Regions from separate parts of the Macaca mulatta genome. Here region 1 is linked to region 2. A link is a contact called in public Hi-C data. All regions are on one chromosome and are shown on one strand. The core of a region is the stretch at or near the end of the contact, and the rest is flanking DNA. Distances in the headings are between cores, read along the strand shown.

Region 1 (2,700 bases), core at 152-2,651, 160 kb after region 2:
CTTGAGGTGCTCAAAAAACATCTTGGGAGATGAGTGGTTTGGGGAAGGACAGGGCTCTGAAGTTAGCTGTGAAGAGGCCAAGGCGCCAGGGCCTCTTAGGTCAACAGGACTCTCCCAGGAATACCTTCCACAGAGGCAGTTGAGAAACGCAGTGTCAGAAACCAGAGCAGCTGCCCTCCAGTGGATTCCAGTGTACAAGAAGTCAGGCACTGTCCCTGCATCTGCCCCCGAGGCAGCCAGCTATGGTGCCCTCTTCTCCAGTGTGTACCCCTACCTTACCATTACCTGCACGGCTTCAACGAAGCTCACCTCTCTGGGCCTCGTTTTCTCTTTTGTAAAGTAACAATACCAGTTTCCACCGTGCAGAGTTATAGTGAGGGTTAGCCAGACCTATGCAGGCCTTGGGACTTCCACAATGCCTGGCTCAGAGTCCTAGACAACTGTTAGCAACGCCCTTCCAAGCCCTTCCACCCCAACCTGCAGCACGCGTGCTGGCTGCCCCTCGCCCACCCTAGCTCTGCCCCAGGCCGGGGCGCCTGACGGCGGGGACCACAGCTTCATTCGTCCCCACAGGAGGCTCAGACATCTGAGCACCCTCCTCGCATCACCTCCTTGTGCCAGGCGGGAGCAGGAGGTGAGAGAGTCGGCCCAAGCTGAAAAGACTTGGCCGGGAGCTGGGCGTGCTCTGCCCGTTCCAGGGGGCCTAACTCGATGGACGTTTGTGTCCCATCTCCCTGCTAGGTGCTTGGCTCTGCCCACCGCTCCCATCCTGTCTCCCAGGTCAAAGTGCCAGGCTCCGGAGGGCGCCCCAGGGCAGCAGCGGGCAGCTCCAGCGCTCCGGTGGCGGCCACAATGCCCCGGGCCACGGCGTCAGGCACTGGGGCGTCGGGCCCGGGATCTGAGAGCGAGTGCCCGGATCTCTTGGCCCCGCCAGCCCCAGCCCCGGGCGCTGCTGCTGTCAGGCCGCGCGCCCCGTCCTGCCCGTCGAGCCCGCAGACAGGTGCTACTCACGGCGGGAGGCTGCGCTGCGGCGACCGCGGCGGGCACTGGGGACACGGCGGGGTGAGCTGGGCTCGGCCCTGCAGTCCTCTCCTCCCAGAGCGCCCGGCGCCCGCCCGCCGAGCAGCCGAGGAGCCGAGGGGGCGGAGCGGCCAGCCCCGTCCCAGGCGCCGGCTGGAGGCGCGCCCGACTGCGCGGGACGGGGCTCTGGGCGCCCCCTGCTGGAGCCCCCTCCGGACAACCCCGGGGCGAGAGCCCAGCTTCCCGGCCAGGTAGGGGACGCCCCAGGGCTCCCAGGCTCCCGGGAGAGCGGGGAGAGTCGGTAGCAAGACCCTCTGCGCGTCCCCACCGGCTCTGCCGCGCACATGCTACGTGGCCTCGGGCAAGTCGGCTACCCTCCCCCGGCCTTATCTGGAAATCGATTTGAATGAGCTTATATGTGTGATATGGTCTGGCACAATCCTCAGAAAAGGGCAATTGCGTGCCTCTCTCCCCACCATACACACCGTGAGCGAGGAAGCCCCACTGAGGAATAGGCCGCCTCCTCCCTCCCAGCCAGCTCTGCTCCCTACACCACAGACTCTCCTGGAAACCTCACGCCCACAGCGCATGGCAAGGTGGGGGCTGCGATGAGAAGGGCCGCTCTGCTCCTCACTGCCCCCGACCCAGCGTGGGAGCGGCCTGCCCTAGTTTGCCCTTTGTCCTAGCATGGTTGGTGAGTGAAGCCTCCATCTCGCCATCACGCCTTCTCTAATAGAGGACTTGGGAGGGGTTGCTCCTCTCTGCCCTCTGCCAAAAAATCCCGAAGAAAAAAAGGAATGAGAGTGGAGTGGGTGAAGGGAGGAAGGAAGGGAAAATAGAACTTAAGCCAAGTTTATTAGTCTTATTTCAAAACAAGAGGCTGTTTAGAGGAAGCAAATGAGGACCCCCCCAACCCCTGGAATTTCCATCCCTAAGTCACCCACGGGGCTCCTCAAAAGGGCCTTAGATTCAGTCCTACCACCAGGTTCAAAGCCCTGCCCTGCCACTCCGTATGTATGTTCTTGGGCATGGCTCTTTCTTCATCAGTAAAGTGGGAGAAACGCTCCTTCCGGTAGCTCCTAATGAAGCTATGGTGGGGTTGAGATGAGATGGAGTGTGTAAGATGCACCTAGAGGACCTCTACCAGTGTGAGCACACACACACCTTCAGCCTTTTGGACATTGGGACAAATACAGATGGACCCCGCCCTCCAGCTGAGCAGTGCCTCCGCGTCCAGGACATCCTTGAGAAAGAGTTCCTTGTTTACAAACTTCACAATAATCCAGAACAGTGCAGTCAGCGAGCCTCCTCTCCTAAGAGCACCATGATATATAGAGTAATATCCAAGACCAGAGGTGGCTTCTGATGTCGATGGACCTAGGGGAAGGACACCCACTGGTGAAGTTTCACCAACATGGGGAGTCCCCCACCAAACTATCCCTAAACACCTCTTCCTCCATTTCCATTTATCTGTCACGGTTGACAAACCATTACCAGCCTTGGTGGCACAGGAGAACAATTTCATTATGTTCATGCATTCTGAGGGACAGAAGTTCAGACAGCACAGTGTGTATGGCTTATTTCTGCTGTGCAGTGTCTGGGATTTCAACTGGGAACACCTGAATAGCTGGGGGCTGAAATCATCTGGAGGCATCTCCATTCCCATACCCACCTGGGCTG
Region 2 (2,700 bases), core at 73-2,572:
TGAGCCTTAAACCCAGCAGTCAAGGTCCCAGCCTTTGCAGCGCCACCTGGTGGCCTTAGTTACCAAGCATCCCTCAGAAAAGTATGTGTGGATGGCCAGTGAATGCAGACCAGGGCAGAAGGTAACATTGCACGGTGTCCGGCTGGGTGGGGCTGGCCCCAGCGGACACAAGGTCGACATCCAGGACTACCTGTGTGGGTCCTGAGGGAAATGAGGCACAGGTCCTAAAGTTCTACAGCCTCTGTCCGCAGGAGCCACCCAGAGGCAGCCTGCAAGAGCACACACCTGTGGACTTTAAAGTTAGACCTGAGTTCAAACCCCGGCTCCACCAGCTACTAGCCTCGTTATCTCATGCAGCACAACTTCTCAGGTCCTCTGTTTTCTCATCTGCAAAACGGAGACAAGTATAAGTCTGTAGACACATCTAGAATAATGCCTGTGCTTAACAGGAACTTGATTAATGCTCAATGTCTTCCCTTTTATTACTTCCAGATAGCCTTACTCCCTGGCCCTAAAGAACCTAGCTGGGCTCCTGGAAGCTTCCTGTGGCCTGGGAGGGCTCAAGCATTGGAGAGACTGAGGAAGAAGAAATCCACATACTTTTTGTCTTTCTAAACCCTCGCCCTCCTCCTTGCCCCTTCTTTAGCTAGCAAGGGATACATTTCAGGCCTGTCTGAGGTGGGGAGGGAGTTCAGGAAGTGGCTGCAGTTCCCACGAGCAGAGTCAGATGGGGTTCCAGTCCTGTGCTATAGGCCTGGGTGCTCCATCAATCGAGTCTTTTGGCCTGGGAGCAAGGCCCAGTCCCTGCCCTCCCTCAGGGAGCACATTATACTCAGGGAGAGCCGAATAGAGCACAAATCACAGTGAATATGCAGGGGACTAAGTGGACTCAGAGGCCCTGATGAAGTTACTAAATTGACCATCTGCTCCTTTAGATTGCGACACTATTTCTAGAAGCTCCTGACAAAAACGCAACTAGGAGCCCATGAATCCCTCACCCTTTAGTTCAGATGAGCATCTCCGCTTCCCTCCTAGGTCTTCTGGAAGATGGCAGAACCCAAGAGAGATGAGACATGATGAAAACGTAGACAAGACATTGGAACATTTTTGTTCGAAGCTGTAGAAAGGAATGTTCAGAGGACAGAGCAGAGCACTCCTAGAAGGGGTGACTGCAGGGTTCCAGACCCCTTGGCAGTGGGAAGACACCAGCCTGGCCAGAGGAGAGCCTCCCAAAGGGAAACTGGGAGATACTGAGATCGCCTGGGCCACAATTCTGCCCTTTGTACCCATGACAGCAGAGGACCTCCAAGAAGTCAGATGCTGAGAGAACAGAGTCCTAACCTTAGGCATTACCCGATTCCTAGGTGAGGAAACTGAGGACCAGCAAGGGGAGGTGCTTGCCTCAGTCCCATGTGAGTTAATGGATGACCCTGACCTGGACTTCAAGTCTCCCGAGCCTCACTGTACGGTGCAAAGCACTCAGTCTTTGCAGCCAGGTAGAACTGAATTTGAGCCCAATCTCCCCTGCTACTTTGCTAGCTGTTTGGTTTTAGAAAAGTCATCTACCTCTCTGAGCCTTGGTTTCCTGCCTTTGTAAAACAGACCAGAGCTCTTGCTCGGGAGTGTCATCAGGACTAAAGATAATATATGCAAACCACCCGGCACATGGTAAGTGGGGATGCTACGATTATTGCTTCTCCTACACAAACCACACCGGCCACAGACAGGCAGGAAGAGGGCTGGCTGCTGCAGTGCTCAGGCACAGCAGCTTTGCACTTGGTGGCGGTCATGGTAGGGGCATGGGGTTCTAGTTGAAGGAGTCAGATGTGTGGAAAGCAGAATGTGCCTTGTGGCTGGGTAGTGAGGCTCCTTCACTAACCCCAGAGTTGCAGAGTATGCAGGCCGTGGGAGCCACACACCCAGCCCATGGCATGCAGAAGCGAGAGGCATGACCCCTTATTCGTGTGAAGGGCCCTACCAATCACATGCTTTGCAGTCGCCAGAGTGGTTGCCAGGGCCAGAACCACTACAGGGGATCTTCCTTCCCCTTTTGCTCCAGGCTCCTCACTTACATGTCTATTTTTATGCTGTACTGTATGCTGTCAATAAAAAGCACGGCTGTTACAGCAGCAACCCATTCTGAGTGCAATGGAACGGGAACTTCGCCTGCATCAGCTCATTGCATTTCACCCTCATAGAAACCCTGCAGGAGCTTACTGTCGTTCCCACTTTACAAGAGGGAGAACTGAGGCTCAGTTCCTTGCTAACACTTACCCAGCCAAGAAGGTGCCAGAACTGGGATTCAGACGCTGAGGTCCAGGCTAACTCCAAAGCCAGGGTTTCCATGGCAGCACCTCCTGCCCACGTATGATGCTTCTTTCCAGGGAAGGGAGATTGATAGAGGCAGGGCCTACAGGTTATTATTATTATTATTATTATTTTATTTTAAAGAGGGGGGTCTTGCTGTGTTGCCCAGGCTGACGTGCAGTGGCGTGATCATAGCTCACTGCAGCCTCAAACTCCTGTGCTCAAGCAATCCTCCTGCCTGCAGGTTTTGAAGGCTGTAGCAGGACCAACTCCTGGGCAGGTGTGTTGGGAGTAGGGGGCCTCATTTGAACCCCAGAAAGTTTGCTCACGAGGCAGTCCTGAACAAGTAGAAGGCACCCGCAGAGGCAGCAGCAGAGGAAGAGAACTGAAGGA

Evidence for each region. Hi-C and Micro-C count contacts between places; a contact is called where the count stands out from the background.
Region 1: a contact with region 2 is called in a Hi-C map of blood, with 2.7 times the contacts expected there. The contact joins the promoter of DAPK2 here to the enhancer-like site in region 2. A contact is called at or near these places in 2 of 14 Hi-C or Micro-C datasets (blood and liver).

Annotation. Positions count from the first base shown.
Region 1 is chr7:41,391,539-41,394,238 of T2T-MMU8v2.0, forward strand. DAPK2 (death associated protein kinase 2) reads right to left here and starts at 1,402. Exons shown (of 11, transcript XM_077939551.1): 1 at 1,012-1,402.
Region 2 is chr7:41,233,964-41,236,663 of T2T-MMU8v2.0, forward strand. No RefSeq gene overlaps it. Among named protein-coding and RNA genes, the nearest start is that of MIR422A, 25 kb to the left of the region's middle. Within about 2 kb of position 1,323, at least 14 of the 40 cell types and tissues checked have an H3K27ac peak or open chromatin away from gene starts, as enhancers often do. A contact at or near this core is called in blood, where this site is marked.